Linked DNA regions of Mus musculus: regions 1, 2 and 3 are each linked to region 4. Evidence: chromatin contacts called from public Hi-C and HiChIP or PLAC-seq data. All regions are on one chromosome and are shown on one strand. Each heading gives the region's core, a stretch centred on a gene start, on an enhancer-like site or on the middle of the called end of the contact. The rest is flanking DNA. Distances are from core to core; before and after follow the strand shown.

Region 1 (5,577 bases), core at 2,908-5,407, 250 kb after region 4:
CATTTCTCGATCATCATTTAGTTGGCCACTTAAGGTGTCCTGGTGTGGAATGTAAGTGGCAGTTTTTAAATTGTTTATCACTTTGGAGTGGTTTAAAATATATCTAATCAGAATACTTGGGCCTCCACACATGCCTAAGCTGGGAAAGAAACCAGGCCAAGCAATGGTGAACGAGACCATAAGCAGAAAGCATGCGCACCGCCAAAGCTTTCCAGCCAAAGCCTGAGCTCGTCCTATCAAGTCACTGAATCTCGGAGCCCTATCTCAGCAAGGATCACCAAAGGAGCTCCAGCAAAAAGACTGTTTAGCCTTCAGCAGCCATGGCTACAAACAGATGATCGCGTCGCCATGGAAACAAACAAAATGCCCACCCATTTTGCTTTACAGACATAATTTAGGCACCTGAAAAGTAGCATTCCGTGGAACTCTTTGTACTCCTGAAACCTCATCATTCCCACTAATAAATAAGTCAGGAGAAAATGCTGTACAATAATAACCTTAGGGAAAAATGGCCGAGATAATGTTTGTCTGAAAGTCACCAATGGTCACATGGTCAGTTAGAAAGTGGCATGATGGGCTGGTGAGATGGCTCAACAGGTAAGAGCACCAGACTGCTCTTCCAAAGGTCCTGAGTTCAAATCCCAGCAACCACATGGTGGCTCACAACCTTCCGTAATGAGATCTGACTCCCTCTTCTGGTGTGTCTGAAGACAGCTATAGTGTACTTACATATAATAAATAAATAAATCTTAAAAAAAAAAGTAGCATGAAACTGTTCTCAAACATAGACAAAGTATAACTTTTAAAGGTAGGAAAAAGAAAACACTAGTGAGCATGGGAGAATGACTTGAACCTATGGAGAGACACTGATATACACTGTGTAAGGATTCTGATGAAGGCGACTAAGAAATACAGCCAAGCTCTGGTTTTCTGTAAAGTAGCTGAAATTATTTATTGCTAGCAGCAGTCCTGGTAGATAAGGGAACATCGATGACTCCTTTAAATCTGCAGTTGTTTCTCTTTAAAGACAAAAAGCACCCATAGAAGTTGGTATCCTAGAAACAAAGCCTCGCTCCCAAGATCCTTTGGGGCTACAGATGCCACTGCAGTGCCAGTGCTGAAAGCTTGTGACATAAAATGGGAAAGGGGAAGATTCACGGGCAGGAGAACCTAGGCGGTGATTCAGACCCATAAATACGGCTGCTCCAGGCCTCACAAGCCCAAATGGTCAGACTCAGACTCACCAGGGCATCGGGAAACCCTGCCACTTTTGCTGCTTTTAGCCAATTGTTGGTTACAATCGTGTCCTAATGACTGTCAACGGCTGGGTTAGGGCCACACCACACACAAGGGGAAACGACGTGCTTCTCCTAGAGCCCCAGTTTATTTTCCTCAGCTCTGACAAAAGTGGGTAAGGAAGGCTGAGCAAAGAGAAAAGCCTTCTATCCTGGGAACACGTGATTTCATTTGGGCTTCAGAGGTGAGTTTTCTCTTGAAAGATGAGTTACTCAGGACTCAGAGAGGTAGAGAATTCTGCCCAAGATCACATAGCTACTAAGTGGAGAAGCAGAGATTTAGGCTACTCTGTGTGTCTGTAAACTCTCCAGGACCCTGCGCTGCCACCCAGGGAGAGATGTGAGAGGTGATAAAAACACAAGTTTTCAGCAGTGGACTGAACACTCCTGAAGGGGAGACCCAGAGTGACAACTGTATGCGATCAAAAGAAAAGGGGGTTAAATGCTTATCTTAAACGTTAGACACTGCTTGTCCTATCAATTAATAAACACATTTTTGGAAAGTACATTAATAATGACCACATTTCAAAGTCTCAGCATGTGTCTAAGACTGAAAACACCTGAGTTGAAAAAAAAAAAAGAAAAATATACCTAAAATCCTACTTTAGGAAACTGAAAAATAAATTACACACATAAAAATCCCTAACGATGAAGGTGCAGACAGAAGCCATCGTCTACTGTAAGTAAAATACAAATAAGTTGTTACGTTCATTACAAGTCACAAGAAAAAGAGCTGTATAACAGAAACAAGCTTCACCCTTTAGAGCGTCTCTTCATTTTTCAACTGGCTACATCATAAAAACGACAAACTGTTAACTCATAGCCTTTCTTTTTTTTTTAGATAGAATTTAAGTCAGCTATATCTGTTTATATTTTCAACATAAATATTAAACAAATCTGTAACAGGAGAAATTGTTTTATTAAACTTTGGTCATGTAGATAAAAAAAGGAATGTTAAAAGCTTTCCAGATTTTTAATCCATGTATGCATCTCATTACACATGGTAAAAAGATCATATACTTTCTGTGTAATTAACACTCTTAGTCTAAAAACAGAAATGCTATTCACATTCAAAAACTTTGGGGGAAAAAAAAAGTCCCATGGATACATGGAGACATACTGCCCTCTGCTGAAGATATAATTCGAAGCTGGCAAATAACATTTCTCCATCATTGTGTATGTACATGAGACACTTTGGGAGCTGTAGGATTCCTCTAAGAAAAGCCATCACACAGACTTGTTATATTATAATACACACACACACACACACACACACACACACACACACACAAACACACACACAATTCCTTCTGTGCGTGAACATCCAAACTTCAAAGAAAGGAAGACAGCAGACATGTGTGAGACTCTCTGGACTACTGATGAAATGGTCCTCTGACTATCACTGTCACCTGGTAAAGAAAATTAATGACTCAATCCTTTCTAAAACTCAGAAGCATATTAAGCTAAACATAAAAAATATCCCACAGAATCACTTTCATATGACTGCATCTCAAATACAGTTATTTCTCAAGTTAAAGAACCTGTCTAGTCAGCATCCAGTCCATACCTGAGAATGACCAAGGGCAGAGCCCATCGGAAACTACAAACCAGACTTGAAGTCGGATTCCCTGACTCTCATGCTCTCTGGGAACATCTTTCTTTAGTAGAGGCTCAGTCTCTTGTTACCCCAAATGATTTTCCGTTTTAACCAGCTTACTGCCACTGCTGGAGATTTCTGCCTGCTGATAGAAGGGATTTCTACTATAAAGCAACTATGGCTCAGGAATGCTAAGTCCTAAAGTGAACCGGAAGGGCGGCCACCGAGCAGTGCTAGTGTCTAGGATCATTTGGCATGCTGTGCTGAGCCTCCTGAGACCATCTGGGCTCTTGATCAGCCAAGCTAGTCATCAAGCTCCACGCTATACACATGTACACCTCACACATGGTAAGTGGCCACAGGAGCTCTCCGAGAACAGCATCAATTCAGCATTTCTACAGGAAACTGCTTTTCAGGTTCTAAGCCAACACTTCGAACAAACTTTTAAGCATCTAGTTGTATAGTAAAGATACCAGTTTATTTAGAGACAAGAGAATCTAGAAGTCTATAAGAATGAACAGATCTAGAATGTCCTGGATAGAGCCTACAGATGTCCCTGTGACATGTCAGGGCACGTTTGTAACATCAAGGGCTCTCATGGCCATGCACAGTCTGTCCCGACACACAACTTGATGGGACTTAGAAGCTACCCGGAGACAGGCTTCTGGACATGCTGGGGGACCGTCTTGATTAGACTACTGAGGTGGCAAGACACAGCCACTCTAGGTGATGTCATTCCCTGGGCTGTGATCTCAGACTTCATGAAAAGGAGGAAGTGAACTGAGCAAACACATCTATCCTTCTGTTCCCTGACCATGGATGCAATGTGACCAGCTGCTTCAGGCTTCTGCCATTTTAATTTTCCTGCCATGATTAACTGTGAACCAAAATAAACCCTTTCTTCCTTCTTTTACTTTTGTCAGAGTCACGTTTGCATGTACAACGATCAGGCACATCCAAGATGTGAGTTACAAAGCCAAAAAAGAGCTAAGTGTAAAATAATGTGCACTGCATGCATCAACAAAACAGATCTATTTCTATTCATGAATATGCAAACTAGCTCCTGAAAGACTCATGGGAGACAGTAATAGGGTGGTGTTTGGTAGCACTGTCTGGTTAGGGAGAGGGTAGAGAAAGGCTTACTCATCACTACCTACCAAAATGCTAATTATGTATGAAAGAACACTAGGTCTGGTGAGATAGCTGGGCGGGTAAAGGTGCTACTGTCAGGCCTGATGAGTTCATCTGGAATCCACATGGTGGAAGAACTGACTTCTACAGATTGCCCTGTGGCCTCCACACATACACTGTGCACATTCACACATACATACATGTCAACACTTACATGAAGGCACAAAAAATAGATAAAATGTGATAAACATTTTGATTAATATAGAAACCAAACCAGAGGAATTCTGTGTAGTTTTCAGTAAGAGAGCTGCAGCTTTACCTTAAATATGATGACAATGGGGATATCTTCAGACAGGGTGTTGTGCCTCAGATAGAATCGACCCTGTTTCACGGCCATGTTGGTTCTGCTTTTCTTCTCATGGGTGGAGCTGTAAGTAAACAGACACGAGTTAAGCTGCACCCCTCCCCAGGAACTTCAACAGCAATGCTAGTTATCTAGTCAGGCACAGCTGCTCAGCAAATAAAACTGTCTCTAATTCATTAGCTCTAAAGATACACTCCCTCCTCCCTCCCTCCCTCCCTCCCTCCCTCCCTCCCTCCCTCCCTCCCTCCCTTCCTTCCTTTTCTTCTGGGAACACTTAAAAACACTACAACTATTTCATGTCATTTTCAAGATTATGGTGGGAATTTTGTGGATGGATGAGAAGGTTTCCTCCTTTGACCTAATTCGCCTTCCTTTGCCCTGTGTGCCTGGTTCGCTGGCTGGCCTTGAACTCCTGCTCCTCCTCCTGCCTCCTCAGAGCCAGTGCTAGGACTACAGCCACGTGCCTCTGTCCGGCTTGGAACACAACTCACAGTTATTCCACCTGAGTTACTGAGATTCATGATTACTTATTTTCAATCTCAAAATGGCCCAGGCCACTTTCTAAGAAGAAAATTTTAAAATTAGTAATCGAGAAAAGTTAACCACAGTACTGGCACAGAATGAAAGGTAAAGTTACCCTAATTTAGCTCGTTCTATAGGCGTCTCTGTTCTGAGATTCCTAACAGACTAGAAAGCACTCCAAAAGCTCTATTCAACCACAACAGTGGCAGATATTAACTGCCCACTCCACTGTTGCCATGTGACACACATGACAACACCTACTGAGGGCCCCTCTAAATCATGGGCGATGAAATCTAGAAGTTACATGACTACCTACTCCAGAGTCTCAGAGGCAGACAGATCTGTGAGTCTGAGGTCAGCCTGGTCTAAAAGCAAGTTCCAGGATAGTCAAGGCTGTTATATAGTGAAACCCTGTCCTGAAAAATCAGAACAAACAAACAAACAAAACCATGATGTACCAAAGAAAATGACTGGTTTCTACTAAGTCTTTGATTAAAGGCCATCATTGCTAACTGCCTCTCCACTAGAAAGAAACCTGTGGAACTCTGTGTTAACAGGTTCATCTCAGGCCACCACAAGATTAACTACTGCATGCCATGTCTCACCTATGCTATAATTTCCCGTCCTCACAGTCCTCAGGTTTCAAATCACATGAGAATAGAAGTTGT
Region 2 (6,050 bases), core at 3,195-5,694, 160 kb before region 4:
CATGGGATGCAGTGTATATAAACCGAAAACATAGGAAACATTAAAGACAGAATAAAGTGCAAAAGGAAAAATAATAAGAACAGAAAATTGTTTAATAATTAATAATAATAGAGACTATTTTACAAGTTAGTGGTAATGAGCTTGAAGATGTGAGTGTAAAACTGCTTTAATTATAGAAAAATGGAATGTACTTTAGAGTATACAAGCCTAAAAGAACTACTTTTCATGAGATAAATAAAGAAAATTTTAGTTGAAACATTTTTCCTCCCTCAAAAAGCATAAGCTTAAACAATGTCACAGGATAATTAATTCTATCATCCCTTAAGGAATACAGCAATGTTAGGCTGCTCAGCTATCACAGAGCCTAGCAAAGGAAGACATTCCCATTATGTTTATGAAGTGAACATGACAATACCAAAACCTGAGCAAGAGAAGGAAAGTGTAGATCAATATTTTATAAAGATCGATGAAAAATATCAAATACAATAATATCAGCAGATTCATAACAGCCTGCCCTGGCCAAGTTCTCCGATTTTTGTCCTGCTTTGTCTTTTGTTTTTGAAACAATGTCCCATGTATCTCAGACTGGTCTTGAACTTGAAATGTAGCTGAGGATAACCTTAATATTTCTTTTTAAGATTTTATTTGTGTGTGTGTGTGTGTGTGTGTGTGTGTAAGTATGTGTGAATGAGTGTGTGTAGATATGTGAGTGTATACTGAAAAAATATAACGTAAAAGCAAATTCTAGGCCTTTAGGCCCAGGCTTGAGAATGTGACCTTTATGACTCAATGCTCTAAGGTATGCTAATCATAAACACATAGCGACATCCCTCCACCCACCCGCTTCCTGGGTTCAAGGAGTGTTCATTCAAAGAAAGTCACCCTGACCCACCCTGACCATTGCTGGAACCCGCTATGGCTATGCAGATGTGCTATTGCTAAAGGCTTATTGTTACTGTCTTGACTTTCCGCTTCCTTGTGACTCTTAACTGGTATTTTTGGTATTTTCCAACAATGCCCTTCCTACCCCCTTGAGTTGTGGTTTCTTCCTTTAAATACCCCCTTACACAGCTAATTGGGGTGCCACGGTCCTCTACCCCTGCGAGGTGTATGACTGTGGGCCTGAGAGCGCTCTTGAATAAAAGTTCTCTTGCAGTTTGCAGCAAGACCGTTCCTCGTGAGTGATTTTGGGTGTCGCCTCTTCTGAGACAGAACGTGGGGGAGTCCTCACATTGTGGGTCTTTCAATACAAGTGTAGGTAAGTATGTGTGAGTGAGTGTAAGTGTGTGTGTGTAGTCTTGAACTTGAATGTAGCTGGGAATGACCTTAGTATTTCTTTTTAAGATTTAGTATGTGTGAGTGTATACGAGTATATGAGTGAGTGTGTGTGTGTATGTGTGTGTGTGTGAGTGTGTGTGTGTGAGTGTGTGTGTGTGTGAGTGTGTGTGTGTGTGTGTGTATGTGAGTGTGTGGAAGCCCAGAAAGGGTGTTGGATCCCTCACAGCTAGAACCACACGTGTTTTCAGGACACGTGGCTTGCACTGTGAGTGTCTATGCTTGGATTCTGTGTCTTGTGGTTACTCATCAAGTACCATTGATCTATCTCTCCAGCCATGCTGCTACCTTCAGAATGCTGAGGTTAGGTGCCAATACAGCTGGTTTATGTGCACACACACACACACACACACACACAGCCATGCATGTATTTCAAAACAAAAACACAAAAGCTCCAACTGTGTGTTTCATGGAAGCATTACACTAAAGCTGCAAAATAGTCCAAGCTACTCACCACACTCATCACAGTTGTAAATACAAGAAAACAAAAGTTATACGTTGGGGAAGAAAAGGAGTATGACTCATACACTTGTAACTGCTAATAATTTTAACTCAGGAAACCAAAGAGAACCAACAGAAAAGTGGCTATAAACAAGAAGAGCTGTCTGTAAGGCTGCCAGTAGCATCAATGTTCACATACAAAGGCAACAAGTTCACCCAGCAAATGTAAATCCATTTAGGATAGTGTAAACAAAATGAGTAAACTGCAAATCCATGAGTCCATGGTAGTCTGGGTTTGTATTTCTGGGCCTGTGATGAAGTGGAACAGGGAAGCAGCCCATGTCACGTGTCATGTGTCACGTGACCGAGAAGCAGTGAATCCAACCCCCCCCCCCCCAACAAACACACACACACACACACACACACACACACACGGTGTTTTTCTTTTTTGAGGCAGGGTCTCATCTAGCCCGGGTTGACTCACTATGAGGCCAAGGATGTCCCTGGGTTATCTGGATCCTTCGGCCTCAACTGCTGGATTTCAGGGACTGCAGGTACACACACTGCACTTAGCTATGGTGAAGACTATCAGAAGATACAAAGCAGACAGAGAGACATAGGGGTTAAAATGGAGACACTCAACATCATGTAAGTTCATCAGGAGACCACAGCTGATTTTGAATTTGAACCTGGAAATTGTTTTGCCTAAAATGCAAATAATTCATGGCATCTCCAACAGGTGGCAGTGTCTCATGATTTCTTCACAACGGTTGAGCCAACCAAGCAGGCAAATCGCACTTTGGTGTTAGCGTTTACTTCAATACCTTTAATGTATGGAAACCTGCGGGTGACATAAAAACAAAGAGCACAACCTATCCCTTTGTCAGGACAGAGCTGGGGAAAGATGCAGGGAGAGAAGTCTGTGCACATAACATCACATTTAATTTGAATTCTGCTGCTCGAGCAGATGTAAAACACAGCTGAAGATACTTGCTACTTTGAATGGAGATTTCATTGGGGGAGGGGAGGGCTCACCTCATAGACTTATACAGTAAACATTGATGGCCCTCAGTGTGCAGATCTCCTTTCCTGCCCCACTTTTAAAACATTCTCTATTTGACAAAAGCAGCAACATAGCCTCACTATCTTATTATGATCTCAAATCCAAACCATTTATTCATTCGTTCATGATAGAAATAGTTCCAAGTCCTGAGGTCGGGGACCCCTAAGAAAGAGTTAGGGGAAGGACTGAAGGAGCTGAAGGGGAGGGCAACCCCATAGGAAGACCAACAGTGCCAACTAACCCAGACACCTGGGAGCTCCCAGAGACTAAACCACCAACCAAAGAGCATACACGGGCTGGTCCAAGCCCCCTGCACATATGTAGCAGAGGACTGCCTTGTCTGGCCTCAGTGGGAGAGGATGTGCCTAATCCTGTAGAGACTTGATGCCCTAAGGAAGGGGGATCATGGGGGAAGGGGAGGTGTGGGTGAGGGAGGGTGTGGGTGGGTGGAAGAGTACTCTCTCAGAGGCAAAGAGGAGGGTGAAGAACTCGGGAGGGGAGACCAGGAAGCGGGGGCAACATTTGGAATGTAAATAAATAAAATAGTTTAATTTTAAAAAAAGAAATAGTTCCAGGTCAAATTGCATATGATTATTTAACTATTCTTCTTAATGTTCCCTAGCATTCTTTTTTAACGTGTTTCTTATTCGTTCTACCCAATACTGATTTTATTAAGGTATAGGTGCATGTATCCTGTGCTTTGACCATGGTCGTTCCCTCTCTTTCCTCCCTAGGGTTCCCATTCGCTCCTCAACTATCATGCCCTGTATATTATCTTCGTGACTACTTTTTTTCAGCGCATAAGTGTTTGTTTGTATATTTATTCCCGTTGCTCGGAATGTATTTAAGAGCTTAGAAGATGTGCACATATCCAGTGAAGTTAGTGTTCCTGCTGTCACCCCTCCACCGAGACCCGCTTGGAGTGCCTCAGAAAGATCTAGATGCTAATAAACCCAGGCAGACTGCTAGAGGGCAGTAGAAGCGCGTGCTGCTTTTAGTCCCCGACCAGCTCCGGATCAAGGCAGGCTCTTCCCTCCCATTTCAAAAGGGAAGGCCGAGACCCCTCCAGAAGGAAAGGCAGCAGCCATCAAGTTTACCTGACCAGTTACTCAAACAATCTAAAAGCAGAATTGCATGCAGATCACCTGCTTTTTAATGATTTAATATTTACGGCATTTTTTTTTTTACATATAGGTACATTGGAAATTTTTTTAATGTTTTGTGTAAAAGCTTTTTGTTTTGTTTTGTTTTTGTTTGTTTGTTTGTTTGGAAAATGACAATTCAAAAGAAGGAGGATGCAAATAAGTGTCTTTCTGTTTCCCACTCAGTTCTGCTGCTGGAGAGAAACTGCTCACCAAGTCCCAAGACCCAGAGATAGTTGAACTAAATGCAGGCTGACTTCTGGTGCCCTGTCTGCGGTGCAAGCGGGGGTGGGGAGCAGGCGGGCAGAATTCACGCACAGAATCTAGAGTAATGTGAACAAAAGCGTGAACGCTGTTGACCCCAGGCAAACGTCTCCATCACCCACCCACCCAGCCGTGCTCCCCAAAAGGAAATCTACAAAGGTTTCTACGCTCTGAAGTGCCCCCCCCTTCTTCTTCCTGTTGATTTAACAGATCCGAAACCCTACCAGCGGCACCCACAGTATCGATCTTGGTAAATCCTGCCTTCTGAAGCTGTCCCTGGTGTAATTAAATTACTGTAAATACAATTAGAAAGTCCCTCTAGGTGGTCTGTGTGACACTAGCCCCAAAGGAATTGTCTTGAAATATCTGAATCCAAAGTAAAGAGGAAAGTGGCGGAATCCCCTTAATCTTTGGGGCCAGTCCTTTGAGGATTTGTGGCTGTGAAATAACCGGAGGCTGGGGGGAGAGGGGGTTAGGCATAGCCAGCGGCACTTTCAGGAGACATTTTTTTCTGTACCCGGGCCTTCAGGGTCAGTGTGGGGGCTCCGGTCTCCACTGCCAGCTTCCTGCCCCCTCCCCTTGTCTTCTTTCCGAGGCCTGACCAGTGATTTGCAATTCGCTTTCATTCTGGCTGAGCAGGGTCCTGGCCAACTTCGCATCCAGCACTTGTGCACAGGGTTGGGAGCTGTTGCTATGTGGTCCACGTGTGTTGCTCAACAAGCTTAAACTTTGCCTAGCCCGTGCTAAACTAATTTGCGTCAATTTGTCTACATCATGCCAACAATCGTTCTGAATAGGGCATACAAGGCTGTTGAGAAAGGGCCTGGGACCAGATGCCGCCGGCCATTCTGCCGAGCCTCGAGATCTCTAGTTCTTCTCCATGGTTTCGTCATATCCTAGTGACAATGTTAGTTTTTCCACTGTGGAGTTAAAACTTTTTTTTTTTTTTAAACAAAAGACACTGCCTATACAACAGGCAATCCAACCGATTTTTTTTTTTTTGTAAGAAAGAAACTGTTGACACACTGTTTCCTAACAACCCCCTACCCTCAGTTTTAAAGAAGCAAAGAGTGTGAAGTTTTAAAGAAAACGTTTATGCAGCTGTGACCAGGTACTATACAAACTGTCCTTCTTTTAGACTAAAACTGTAAGCCTAAAAGCCGATTGCTTTTTACAGAAAGATAATTTTAAAATAAGAAAATAATTAGCACTTATGCCTACAGACAGTCAGACAATACAGGATAGCCAAAGCCGTTTGTAGTAAAAAGAGTTCTCGTGAAAGATTTGTTTTATTGTTTGAGGCAGGGTCTCACCCATAGCTCAGGCTGATCTGGAACTCACTGTATGTAGCCCATTTTGGCCTTGAAATCACTTTGATTCTCCTGCCTCAGACTCCCAGGTGTTGGAATTAGAGGCATGGACTATCACATTCAGCGCAAAAATAATATTTTTAGAGACTTACTTTCTTTTTAATTGCGTGTGTGGCTGTATCTGTGTGTGGGCATGCGCACGTGTGTGTAGGTTCCCTCGGGCGCTAGAGCAGGGCTTCAGACCCTCGGGAGCTGGAGTCACAGAGGTCGTGAGTTCATCAACAAGGCTGCTGGAAAACAAACCCTGCCTCTCTGCAAGAGCTGTTTGAACTCTTAACTCCTGAGCCAGCTCTTTTTTTTTTTTAATTTATTTTATTTTTATTATATGTAAGTACACTGTAGCTGTCTTCAGACACTCCAGAAGAGGGAGTCAGATCTCATTAAGGATGGTTGTGAGCCACCATGTGGTTGCTGGGATTTGAACTCAGGACCTTC
Region 3 (5,830 bases), core at 2,315-4,814, 160 kb after region 4:
GCTGAGCCCACGTGGAGGGGCCCAGCCATACGCCTTAAGTGTTCAAGTCTTGTGTGACTCATTACTGCAAATAAAGGTGTCGGCCAAATGGGGTCCATTATGTGGCACCCAATCAGGGGCTTGTTAGAAATGGTGCTGACTCCCCACATGGAAGTGTTCTGTGGGCTTCGGGAGACTCTGGGGCTCTGGCGCTGACAACCCACACCACTTTGATGTCAGTGGTAAACGGTGATCCCAAGCCAGTGCATTCTCTAACGTAATCGCTGTCATTCCTCACTATGGCTGAGAAGCAGGACCGCTTTGGAAAACTCAACAGCTTCTGCACTTGGCCCAAACTCCCCCTTCAAGGAGCCTGGGCCGCCCTGTGTTGTTCTGTTGTTGCTTCCTGAACTGACGAACCCTGGGGGCCGAGGGGACCAGTCACCCAGGGAGCTTCCTATTTGTGTGGGATCTGACTCTGGCCTGATGACATTCCCTGGGCCAGACTGTCCCGGCAAGCATGTGACAGAAAGCTTGCTGTTCCCAATGAAAACAAAAGCAGACGTGTGTCAGCCTCTGTTTTGGGCCAGGCATACAGTCACATATGATCTTTAAGAGAGCCCCAGGGTCGTACTATTATCCCTCTATTTTGAAGATGGGAAAACCCTAGAATCAAAGACAATTTGAGATCACATCATAGCCATGAGGCTGAGCATGTATCCTCAACAGCTTGGTTACCTGGTGGATTTAAAACAATATTAAAGAATAGCATAAACCCAATGCAAAAATTATGTGAGGCAGTTTTAAAAGATTATTACTTTTGGTGCTTGTTTATGTGCACACGGATGCAGTGCCCATAGAGGCCAGAAGAGGGCGCTGGGTCACTTGAGCTGGGGTTACAGGTTGTTGTGAGCCCCCCAATGTGGGTGATGGGAATCTTGACTGCTGAGCCATCTCTCTGGTCCCTTGTGGGACCTTAACGGATACACACAGGGAGAAGGGCTGAGGAGAGCTCCATCCCTGGATACCTCATATAAGGAAGGCAGGCATTGGCTCCCCACCCCCTCCCCTCTCCCAACCTGGCACCTGCCCCACCATCAACCCCGTTAAGAATTATTATGCTGAAGTTATCAGGCCTCACTCCTTGTTTGGCCTTGTTTTCCCCCTCAGATCCCCTAGCCCCCGAGTATGTAGATAAGGCATCTTCCAACACCCGCATCCTGGCCAATTGTACAGGGCCGCACAAACCCTGCCCCAGAGTCCCTGGCCACCTCCCCAGGGCCATAAATACCTGCCCCTTTCCTCCCCCAATAAACCCAATCAGTTCTCTGAAGCTGTTCCGGGTGTGTGTATGTGTGTGTGTGTGTGTGTGTGTGTGTGTGTGTGTGTTCTTCACCTATGCACCCACTTTGGACCAAGGCCCCGGCCAAGACTCCCTCCCACCCTCCAGGCCAGTCCGGTATACAAGGTCCCAGCTATCCTGAGGGAGGGGGAGAAGTGGACACAGGGATGCAGCCCCTGAATATATAACTCAAGAAACTACCAAACAAACAAACAATGCGCACCACCAACAGGACCTCGGAAGCACCTCCTGCTCAGCCACCACTGCCCAGGGAACCGCCATGATGGCTTCATGTCTTAGACCGATTCTGCCTAATTCTAAATTTGAGAGACACCAAAAAAGCCTAGGAACATGGCTCAGTTGGTAGTATGCCTGCGTAGCCTGCAGCGAGCACCGCAGGAGCCAGGCATGGGGGCTGCACTGCAATGGCAGCACCGAAGAGGTCAAAGCTGGAGGATCCCAAGTCAAGGTCACTCATGGCTACATAGTGTTTGAGGCCTGACTGGACTGCATGAGGTACCACCAAAGGCCACAAAGAACCAATGAAATATGTAATCTATGGGGGCTCTCCCGTGAGAGGACTGATAACTTTACATGCAGTAGCAAATCCTTTTCTTCACCACCTGGTATTCTACTGCGGGAACATACTGTAACTTACAGTATTGTTACTGGGCAGGGGTTTTGTAAAACCAGGGGCTGTGACATAGCAGCTGGATACATTTGGTGTACTCTGACCACACACTCACAAACCCACACACATACAACCCACTCCTACACACCACACCCCACTTCCCACTGGCTACACATCTAGGATTGTTGCTTTGGTGTCTAGGCGTTTCCCACATTTCTACCTGTGCTGTGATGAACTATTTGGAACACTTTGCGAGGTACAAAGGGCCGGGCAGTTTCCTCAGCTTTTGGACGCTGAAGCCCTGTCTGTGTGCTGAATTCTGAGAACAGATACTTTAAGGAATAGTGATAGCAGACGGGTGGAATGCTAAGCCAGTGGGACAGGAGTCCTTATGGGGGTGCACCAAAGAAAAGCCACCTGAGGGCTCATCGGGGGTGGGCTGACAGACAGCATCCTGCAGACTGGGGTGGACTCTGAACTTTGGTAACTAAGGAAACACATCTATCATCTGAGCCACCCTCCTGTGGCTCAGAGCAGCCAGAGCTAACCCATCCAGGGGACAGTGGAACCCCCAAGGGACTCGGCAGGCTTTCTTCCTGCGTGGCATGTCAGCCTGTCCAGTTGGGTGCCTTGGCAACAGCTGAGACTCTGTCTTTGCAGCCCGTTGACTCTGCTGAAGTGTCACCCACCATAACGGTGGGTGAGAACTTCACCCTATGTCACTCCACATCCATTAAAATCCTTCAGGGAAAAACGTCACAGATTGCCTGTCAGAATTACCCACCCTTACTATAAATAGGATCTAATTGGTAGTTGTTAAAGCAATGGACTTAGAATAACTTATAAAAAACATACCTGCCATAGATTAGGGAATTGTGGCCTTTTTGGTGTAAGTGCTGGGCACAGAACTGGGGTACTAGGCGAGTGACCCACCACTGAGCTGCATCCCCGCTCCCACTGTGTCCTTCCACTAAAGTTCATAGACATACAGCTATTCAAGTGTGGTCTCTGCTAGTTTCAAAACTACCTAGCTGCTCCCTTTCCTGACATCTTGGTTTAGATCCAATGGCTCGTAAGTGATTTGCATGTGAAGAACTGTGAATTCCTCTATCAGAGGTGCTGGGCTGGAGAGATGGCTCAAAGGTTAAGAACACTGACTGCTCTTCCAGAGGTCCTGAGTTCAATTCCCAGCAACCACATGGTGGCTCACTACCATCTATAAGGAGATTTGACTCCCTCCTCTGGTGTGTCTGAAGACAGTGACAGGTGCTAACTCTCCAGATGATCACAACTGCCTGGGATGGCTGAAACTGTTCATCTACAGGAAACTCAACACTCAGTGGAATCTGAATTTCTAAGAAGGACCACTGTCGTCGAACCATGGATTAAGCCACACAGGCCCGAGGTTTTGTAGCTCTTGCCCCCTTGTGGTAGTGTTGTGCGGGGTGGGGTTGTGGTTGGGGCTTGGCTACTCTGCCTCAGTTTCTTCAGTTGTGATAGGTAGCTAATCACCCAGAGAAGTGCTTAAAGATCTTGAGTGTATGTCAGTGTTCGTGGGTGTTCCTGTGGTCTGACCACAGGCTGGGGCCACCTCTCCTGGACTGTGTTCCACCAAGAACATACACACCCTGTTCCTGGAACCTCCAACATAGGGCATCGTACAGAGTGCTGAGCAGATGTCCTGCTGCCTGTACCCAGAACACTGCCTTGCTCCTTGAATGATGTGAAGGGCCTGGGGCTGCAGGGTTATCAACCGTTGATGGATTTGGTAGACTCAGGCAAGGTCACCTAAGAAAAAGGTCCTTCTGACGGCCCAACAGGCACACGGCACAAGGACACACACACACACCTCAGTACAGTAATCCGGAGGCCCGTCAGTAAGGACAGCGGGGGTGGCAGATCTGGTAAGGGATGACCAACCCTGCAGGGAGGATGTGGACGCCTCCTCTGACTCACAATGCCCATGAGTCTCTGAAGATGCACGGAAGGCTGCCCACTCACATCACCTCTCAGACTGAGTACCGTTCTGACTGCCACATCTTTATTGTGAAGAAAACAAACAGGGTTGAGTCTTTAAGTCGTGACTCATCCGGATGAGCCTGGAGTGAGATCTGCAAAGTCCTCGCACTCCCTCCTCAGCCTCATCCGCACACTCAATGCTGCTGGGGCACACTCTCTCTCTGAACACTTCTCCATATAAACATTTATCTGGAGCCAGGGCACAACAGTTAAGAACAAACTGAGAGAGTGGACAGCTAACTTTCTGGTAGCAATGGAAAGGTAGGAAATGAGTGACCAGGGGCCCATGGATTAGACCTAGGTATCCTGCAGGTTCAAAAGAAGTAGGAGGAGAGTCTTAAAAGGTAGACTTCACAGATCACATTCCATCAAGATCGATGTCTGAGCAAGCTCTGACTCACAATGTGACAGCAGACTGTGACTGCTGGTCTTTCAGAGTCACAAATGTCACTTGCTGTCCTCTGAGAGAAAGTTTACTTCTTCCCACCTCAGCAAAAGTTGTGCCCACACATCTACCCATTCTTTGGATGTGTGTGTGGAGGCCAGAGGGACACTGGGGTCCTCCTCAGTCACTGTTCACACTAGCCCTTGACACAGGGGTCCCTCATTGAACCTGAATTGCACTGACTGGTTATGCCAGCTGGTCAGAAAGCGCCAGGGGTCAGTCTGTCTGCTCCCCACCCCCACCCCCTCAGTATCTGACTTTTACAGGGGTGCTAGGTGCCACACCCAGCCCTTACATGGGTTGTTGGGGGGTGAACTCAGGTCATACTTATGCAACAGGCCCTTGACTGAGCTAACTTCTCAGTCCCAATTCAAACAATTCTTTACCTCCTCCACATCTGATGAGAACCCAGGATTCTGTTAGCTAGAAGACCTCAGAGGAAATTTAAAGGAAGAAGGTTTTTCTAACAAGTACAGTTTAAAACATAATAACATAAACAAACCAGATATGCTTGGCTCATATCCATGATTCCAGCACTTGTGGGAGACAAAGGCAGGAGAATTGAGGTGAGTTCAAATCCCACCTGGGATAGAGTGAGACTCCCACTCAACACAAACAAACAAACAACAAAATTAATAGGCGTTGGTACTCTCTCTAGCTTGTGTCCATCTGTGTGTGACTCCACTCAGTGCTGTGCGGGGCCCAGCACCTCCTATGGCTTCAGGCTCCAGATCAAGGGTGTCAAGCCAGCCTCTGGACCTCAGACAGCTGCTGCTGCTGCTCCTCTTCCTCCTCTCCTTCATTCTCTTCCTCCTCCTCTCCTTCTTCCTCTTCTTCCTCCTCCTCCTCTGCCTCCTCCGTGAAGCAGAATGAGCACAGAAGTCACCGAGAGCCCCCTGCCTCAGGCTGTACAGGCCGTCGGCCGACTGCACCCTCGTGAGCACCGCACAGCCTTACTCGTTGTACTTGGCCAGTTTCAGCCTGGGGATGATGTTCATGGACTGTAACTCCTGGAAGAGCAGCTTGCAGGCATACGGGATGCGGAGGGAGGACACGTGGCACGAAGATTTGCAGTAGTGGCACCTGAAACCCAAGTCAACATGCATCAGAGGGACAGGAACGAAGGCCTGCACAAGGGCCTGCTACGCTTCCCCTCCCATCGCTGTCAGGCACAGACTGATGGCTCAGAAAACTAAAGGAACATGGGTGCATGCAAAGTCAGGAGTGATGCAAGGCAGTCCTTGTAGTTTAGAAGTATGCAACTGGAGTCCATGAACTATACATTTCTAGAAGGTTCTCTTCCTAAGGGAAAATACTTGCTTATACACTGTTCTGAGAAGTCAGATCATTGGGAACTGAGGTGCCTCACTGCTGGGTGAGTTTCCTGCTGACTCAACACCCCCATATGCTCGGG
Region 4 (5,684 bases), core at 777-3,276:
CAACCAACCATACTTGCCACTGGAGATCTCTGGAGATAGTAAAATGCAGACCCTGAGCCCCGGGTCAGCAGCAGGACATTTACTGTAGTAAGAGTCTCAAAAATGACAATGGCGTCGGTCCACGGACTGAGCCCCAAGAAGCAAAGGTCTGTAACGCATTGCTTCCTGTCATATATCCTGCTTAAAATAAAGTTGTGCTGGGGATTGAAGCCACATCCTAAGCAAGCACCCTACCCCAGAGTAACACCCGCCCCCCAGAAGTAGTGAGATCCTGCTGGCTACTTGTGTAAACTGGCCCGACTTCCCCAACTGTCCAGCTATATACCTTCTTCGGATTTTGGATAAGCCTTTCCCCTACCTGAACATCTCACCTAAGCCTTTGCTTTCGATTTCTCAGGAATAAACTCTGGTGAACAGGGGGAGAATCTAGAACTCGCTGCCCCTGGCCCCAGCCACCAGCCACCTGCAGCTGTTCAGACTTCAGTTATGGAAATTAAATGCAGTGACAAGTTCAGGTCCTTATTTGAACTGGCTGCAATGGTGGTTAGCGCTTACTGTGTCGGACAGCTTGGATTTTAGTTTAAAGCTTGTATAAACCGCGTGTGGATATTTTGTTTGGCCACGAGTTTTATGCATAGGGACTGGAGTTAGAGAATGTCATGTGGGGCTGGGAACCAAACCCAGATTCTCTGGAAGAGCATCCAGTGTTCTTAACGCTTGAGTCATCTCTCTAGCCCTGACGGACAAATTTTGGAGTTTGTTTTGTTTATGTTTGTTTTTAACTACTATAATCAAAAAAAGTTCTATTTGGATAGTGTTGTTTTCTGAGATCCTTAACAATACCTTTCTTATAACCTTCAAGACTGAGACAGAAAGATTGTGTGTGTACGTGGTGACGCACGCCTTTAATCCCAGCACTCAGGAGGCAGAGACAGGCGGATTTCTGAGTTCGAGGCCAGCCTGGTCTACAGAGTGAGTTCCAGGACAGCCAGGGAAATACAGAGAAACCCTGTCTCAAAAAACAAAAAAACAAACAAAAAAACAACAACAAAAAAAGATTGTGTGTGTAGATCTGCCTCTCCCTCTATCAGTACGCATCCATGGCCACCTCAGGCTGGGGATAGCTGTGTTTAAGGAGCGTGCCCACTGGCATGGGAAGCCTGGTCTGTTTTATGTTGCTGCACTAATAATACTAATAGCTCCATGCTCAGCATCAGACAGACCAAACTGACCAGGGCAACAAATGAACCCATTCCCAGAAGGGCATGATGGCTTTCTCTCTTGGTGCCTGTTCCTTACACACCACAGCCAGTCCTTAATACACCAGGCTCTTTCTGCCTAGGGCCTGTGCGCACGATGTCCTTGTTGGCCCTCCCCAACTCCTACATAGTCAGCTCCTTGTGGTTGGCCATTTCTGTGACAGACATCACTGTCCACCAAGCTGGGCAGTCTCCGGGTTACACTTTTTCCATACCTCATTATTCTTTCCACTCACACCTCTTATGGCCATCCGGAGTTACATATTTACCTGGCCGTTTAGTTCTACATTAACTCTTACCCACTGAAGCTAAGTACCACCAACGGCAGTGACTGTATCTGTTTTGTCTTGTCTCCACTTCTGTACCTCCAAGGCTGGGCGCAGGCGAAACACAGAATCTGCGCTTAGCACAGTAACAATTGAATAGCAAACGGAGGGAAAGGTCTGTGTGATGGATCAAGTGAAATCAAAGCATGCCTGAAACGATCTTATTTTTTCCTGTCCTGATTCATTTCTCCTAATTCTGTTCCTTTAAAGAGGAGGAAGGAGCTATGACGGAGTGGGGAGGAAGTCACTGTAAATGAGTCACCAACCAGTGCCCACCATTGGTAGCTGCTTGGCTTAGTCCGCCTCAGTGTGGCTGAGCTTTTGTTACTGGGAGAGTCTCGGGGTCAGTTATCTTTGTGACAGCCTCAGCTGCTGCAGAGAAAGTGCAGCTGGGCAGGCCAGATGTTCTACAGTCAGGGCCATTTGGGAGGAATCCCCCTGTTTCATCAGGCATCCGAACTTCCCAGTGATTGGATGTGCTGGGTTTGTGTTGCAGGGAACCTGGGTGGGAAGCTGAAAACACTAGCTTAATAATTAACTTTTTATTGTCAGTGCCAAAGCGGGAACACTTACAATGACATCATAAATGGGGCTTTTAGAGCCCTGTGGTGGCCCGCCCAGACAGAGTCTGAGCTTAACATTTTGTTTTAAATGACATTAAAGAATTGCAGCCCAATGTCATGTTAAATAGACTGATCCATTTGACACCACCTACTAGGTCCACGAGGGAGAAAAAAAGCTCCTTTCCCCTAAGTTTCTGAACTTTGCCTGACCAGGAGGGAGGGGGCAGGCCGGCAAAGTTCCCAAAGTTCCGGGTGGGCAGATGACAAATGCCAGGTTTTACCTGGTGAAAATCTGTGGTTGTGGAGTCCTGTAACTGGTCTCTCACCATGTGTTGCCCAAAGGCAGCTTTAGTAAACCACTCTAGTCTGGCTTTGAGCAGCCTCAGGTTTCGGTGCCTGTTCCTATCTTTTCCTTACCTCCTCCACTTGTTTAAAACTGATAGCACTGTCTTAAGAGAACATATTTACAAATATGTCTGCATGGACATGGACTGAGACATGGACATGATTAAGTAGAGAAACTGTCGTCCTTGAGAGTTATAACTGTGCAGCTGTCTTTCCCAGCTGTCAGAGGATGCCACAGGGTTATATGCCAGGGACTAATACTTTATGCTAGGAAGTGTCCATCCAATAGGAGACGGTAGCTCGATGAAAAGGCTCATCTGGCTGGCCTTGACTCTGAGGTCAAACCTAATAATACATCATTGGGTCAGTGATACTCAGAATATGTCTGAGATCCAACAAAGTAACTAGGTCACATGCAATTTCACTTAAGGTTGGGGGTAGGGATAGGAAACTTTGTTAGCCAAAGTTTGCTTATTTCACATCCATTGATTTTTTTTTTCTTGCTATCTGCTTTGGGTTTGTTGTTGAACTTTACTTGTAATTGTGAGTGTGTGTGTGCACGTGGGCACGTGTGTCCACCAGAAGAGGGTAATGTATCCCTTGGAGTGGGAGTTACAGGTTGTGAGCTGCCTGGTGTAGGTGCTAGGTTTGTTGTCAGTGTTGTTGAGCAAAGTCTTCTGTAGCCCAGGCTAGCCTCAAGCTTACTAGGTTGCACAGGATGACCGTGAACTTATGATCCTGCCTCCCACCTCTTGAGTTCTGTGATTACAGAGGTGTGCCAACATTCAAAGTTTATGCTAGGAACTGAACCAAGACATCATGAATGCTAACCAAGGAACCCCTTTACCACTTAAGTTACATTTTCAGCCCCTATTTGGGGTTCCTTTAAAAACATGGTTTTTGGTTTGAGTCTGGCTATATAACTAAGTAAGAAAGGCACTTGCCACTAACCTTGACAGCTCGAGGTTAATCCCCGAAACTCACATGGTAGCAGCAGAGAATCAACTACCACACTTTGCCTCTGACCGTCCCACAAATGCACACACATCCATACTCAAACATGTGCATGTGCACACACATACACAAATAAGTGTAATTATTTGTTTTCAAGTTTTTGGGAAGTAGATGGGAAAATGGCAATTTAATAAAACTAATTGGACATTAAAGTCATATAGGGAGTTAAATTTTTAAAAGAGCATGACGACTCTTACTAGATTTACAAAGTTATTTTTCAATTTTACAGTATCATTCAATAAAAGTATGCACAAGGCCCCAAATTTAAGACTCCTACAATAATGCGTGTATAGCATGTGCTTAAAACCACGCAGCTTCTTAGGAAATGATGCACGCTTCTCCCCAGACCACGGCCCAGTGCTCGTCCAGATCCAGTCTATGGATCCAAACTTGATCCACGGAGCATTCTGAAAGTGGTACTAGAGAAAAATAGTATACATCCTTTTATGGAAGATGATGTTTTTAGTGCCCTCTGGGGATTCCTAAGAACAAAGCTGGAATGTGCCAGAATCTTCAAAGCCTACAGTCATCTGAAGAGAACCTGTTTCACATTTGTGATTCTCAGAAGCTCCCTTTATGACCTGCAGCACGTTGCACAGAAACCTCTTAACACTTTTATGATATTCCTATGGCCTTGGTGATCATCACACCTGCCCCTATCTTGAGGCCTCCGAATTGCTACAAAGAAAGCCCGGCAGACTCCCTGGCAGGACAAGGCTGATATGCTCCTGTTAGTCTCTCCTGCACATGCCTCAAGCCTCACACTCTCCTGTCCCACAAACACCCCCTGGTCTATGTGTCGTTCTTGGGGGGGGGGCTTCCACTCCACTCACACTGTCAGGTCTGCAAACTTCAGGATGGCCATGACTTGGTGAGTCACCTTGGCGATGGTGGGCATATCAGAAGCATGATTGGGAATATGGCTCTTGGTGGTTCCTGCTGCCCCATCGATTCCTCCAGGAAGCAGAAGACCCAGTGGATGGTGATCGATCTAATCCTTCCCATGTAGGAAGAACCCTTGAGTGCTGGAGAAGCATGCACAGTACTCATGTATACTTCCTGTTTGGTTGTCAGTGAGCAAAAAATGTCCTTCTTTAAGTCCTCTTCCTAGTGAGTGTCAGGACTGCCTTGCCTGAAGGTTTGTTGAACTGGATTTCCAGAGTCTCTAGTAGTGTGTCTGCAGGCACTTTTTCTTTCTTTCTTTCTTTCTTTCTTTCTTTCTTTCTTTCTTTCTTTCTTTCTTTCTTTCTTTCTCTCTCTCTCTCTCTCTCTCTCTCTCTCTTTCTTTCTTTCTTTCTTTTCTTTTCTTTTTTAAAAAGATTTATTTATTTTATTTATGTGAGCACACTATAGCTGTCTTCAGACACACCAGAAGAGGGCATCAAATCTTATTACAGATGGCTGTGAGCCACCGTGTAGTTGCTGGGAATTGAACTCAAGACCTCTGGAAGAGCAGTGCTCTTAACCTCTGAGCCATCTCCCCAGGCCCCCCTGCAGGCACTTCTTTTGGGCTCTTCTACTCAGCTATGTGAAGGTGTTGCTGTTGCCAGGCTGGGGGAACCCACCAGAATCTAGTAGAACCCCATAGTGAGAGAATGGGCATTTCCAAATGGCTGTGTTTAAAATGCTTTCCTTGTGACAGAATTCCCCACCAGTGCTGTGTGCACGTGTGAAGTGGGTTTCTGCTATAGTGACTCCCTATATATACTATTACAGCACCAAGACTGATCTAAATGACAGAGGGGTTGAAGGAAAAGAAAGACTCGAGGCTTGAGTAATAAATAGGATAGCACAGCACCTTACCTAACCCTCCACTCTCCTTTGCAAGGTCTCCGGATACCTCCATGTACAAAATTTCCTTTGAGAGTCCTGTAGCATTAGTGTATACTGTGACTGTGCCGACTCCTATGGTGACTGCCTGTTTCTCTCATCCCCCGGTGGCCTTTTGGTAGCAAGGACTTGGCATAGTAATATTCATATCGAGCACACCACTCAGCATAGGACTTGGGCCTTTGAAAACATCTCTGTATACATGCACTCATACCGTACCTTCTCACACTCACAACACTTATGCAGTAGGCATTCTGTATGGAAGGTCTTCAAGGCATGTTAAAAATTCTGCATCAGATGCTGAATCTAAGACCAGCATAGCTCTTATAGGTTTCTCTTTCACTTTG

The links. A called contact is a pair of places that touch in the nucleus more often than the background predicts. HiChIP or PLAC-seq counts read pairs in DNA pulled down with a chosen protein or histone mark.
Region 1: a contact with region 4 is called in an H3K4me3 HiChIP or PLAC-seq map of bone marrow-derived macrophages, with 2.9 times the contacts expected there. The contact joins two enhancer-like sites. A contact is called at or near these places in 5 of 484 Hi-C or Micro-C datasets (the HPC-7 cell line, embryonic stem cells, nephron progenitors and 1 more), 4 of 115 datasets of contacts at active chromatin or transcription factors (bone marrow-derived macrophages, memory CD8 T cells and stem cell-derived neural progenitor cells) and 1 of 9 other capture datasets (liver).
Region 2: a Hi-C map of liver shows a contact between it and region 4, with 2.4 times the contacts expected there. The contact joins two enhancer-like sites. A contact is called at or near these places in 3 of 484 Hi-C or Micro-C datasets (Sertoli cells, liver and nephron progenitors) and 4 of 115 datasets of contacts at active chromatin or transcription factors (bone marrow-derived macrophages, embryonic hindbrain, embryonic stem cells and 1 more).
Region 3: a contact with region 4 is called in a FOXA1 HiChIP or PLAC-seq map of pancreatic cancer cells. The contact joins two enhancer-like sites. A contact is called at or near these places in 1 of 15 datasets of contacts at CTCF or cohesin (CD8 T cells), 1 of 484 Hi-C or Micro-C datasets (olfactory sensory neurons) and 2 of 115 datasets of contacts at active chromatin or transcription factors (bone marrow-derived macrophages and pancreatic cancer cells).

What each region holds. Positions count from the first base shown.
Region 1 is chr10:84,638,616-84,644,192 of GRCm38.p6, reverse strand. It overlaps Polr3b (polymerase (RNA) III (DNA directed) polypeptide B), which reads right to left. Exons shown (of 28, transcript NM_027423.2): 9 at 4,343-4,451. Among named protein-coding and RNA genes, the nearest start is that of Gm17249, 19 kb to the right of the region's middle. Within about 2 kb of position 4,157, at least 19 of the 459 cell types and tissues checked have an H3K27ac peak or open chromatin away from gene starts, as enhancers often do. A contact at or near this core is called in bone marrow-derived macrophages, where this site is marked.
Region 2 is chr10:85,043,280-85,049,329 of GRCm38.p6, reverse strand. No RefSeq gene overlaps it. Among named protein-coding and RNA genes, the nearest start is that of Gm34633, 42 kb to the right of the region's middle. Within about 2 kb of position 4,444, at least 52 of the 459 cell types and tissues checked have an H3K27ac peak or open chromatin away from gene starts, as enhancers often do. A contact at or near this core is called in liver, where this site is marked.
Region 3 is chr10:84,725,320-84,731,149 of GRCm38.p6, reverse strand. Polr3b (polymerase (RNA) III (DNA directed) polypeptide B) reads right to left here. Exons shown (of 28, transcript NM_027423.2): 28 at 3,972-5,499. The coding sequence ends at 5,370. Among named protein-coding and RNA genes, the nearest start is that of Rfx4, 28 kb to the left of the region's middle. Within about 2 kb of position 3,564, at least 43 of the 459 cell types and tissues checked have an H3K27ac peak or open chromatin away from gene starts, as enhancers often do. A contact at or near this core is called in pancreatic cancer cells, where this site is marked.
Region 4 is chr10:84,882,748-84,888,431 of GRCm38.p6, reverse strand. The region is part of intron 15 of Rfx4 (regulatory factor X, 4 (influences HLA class II expression)); the gene reads right to left. Among named protein-coding and RNA genes, the nearest start is that of Gm40728, 22 kb to the right of the region's middle. Within about 2 kb of position 2,026, at least 72 of the 459 cell types and tissues checked have an H3K27ac peak or open chromatin away from gene starts, as enhancers often do. A contact at or near this core is called in bone marrow-derived macrophages, liver and pancreatic cancer cells, where this site is marked.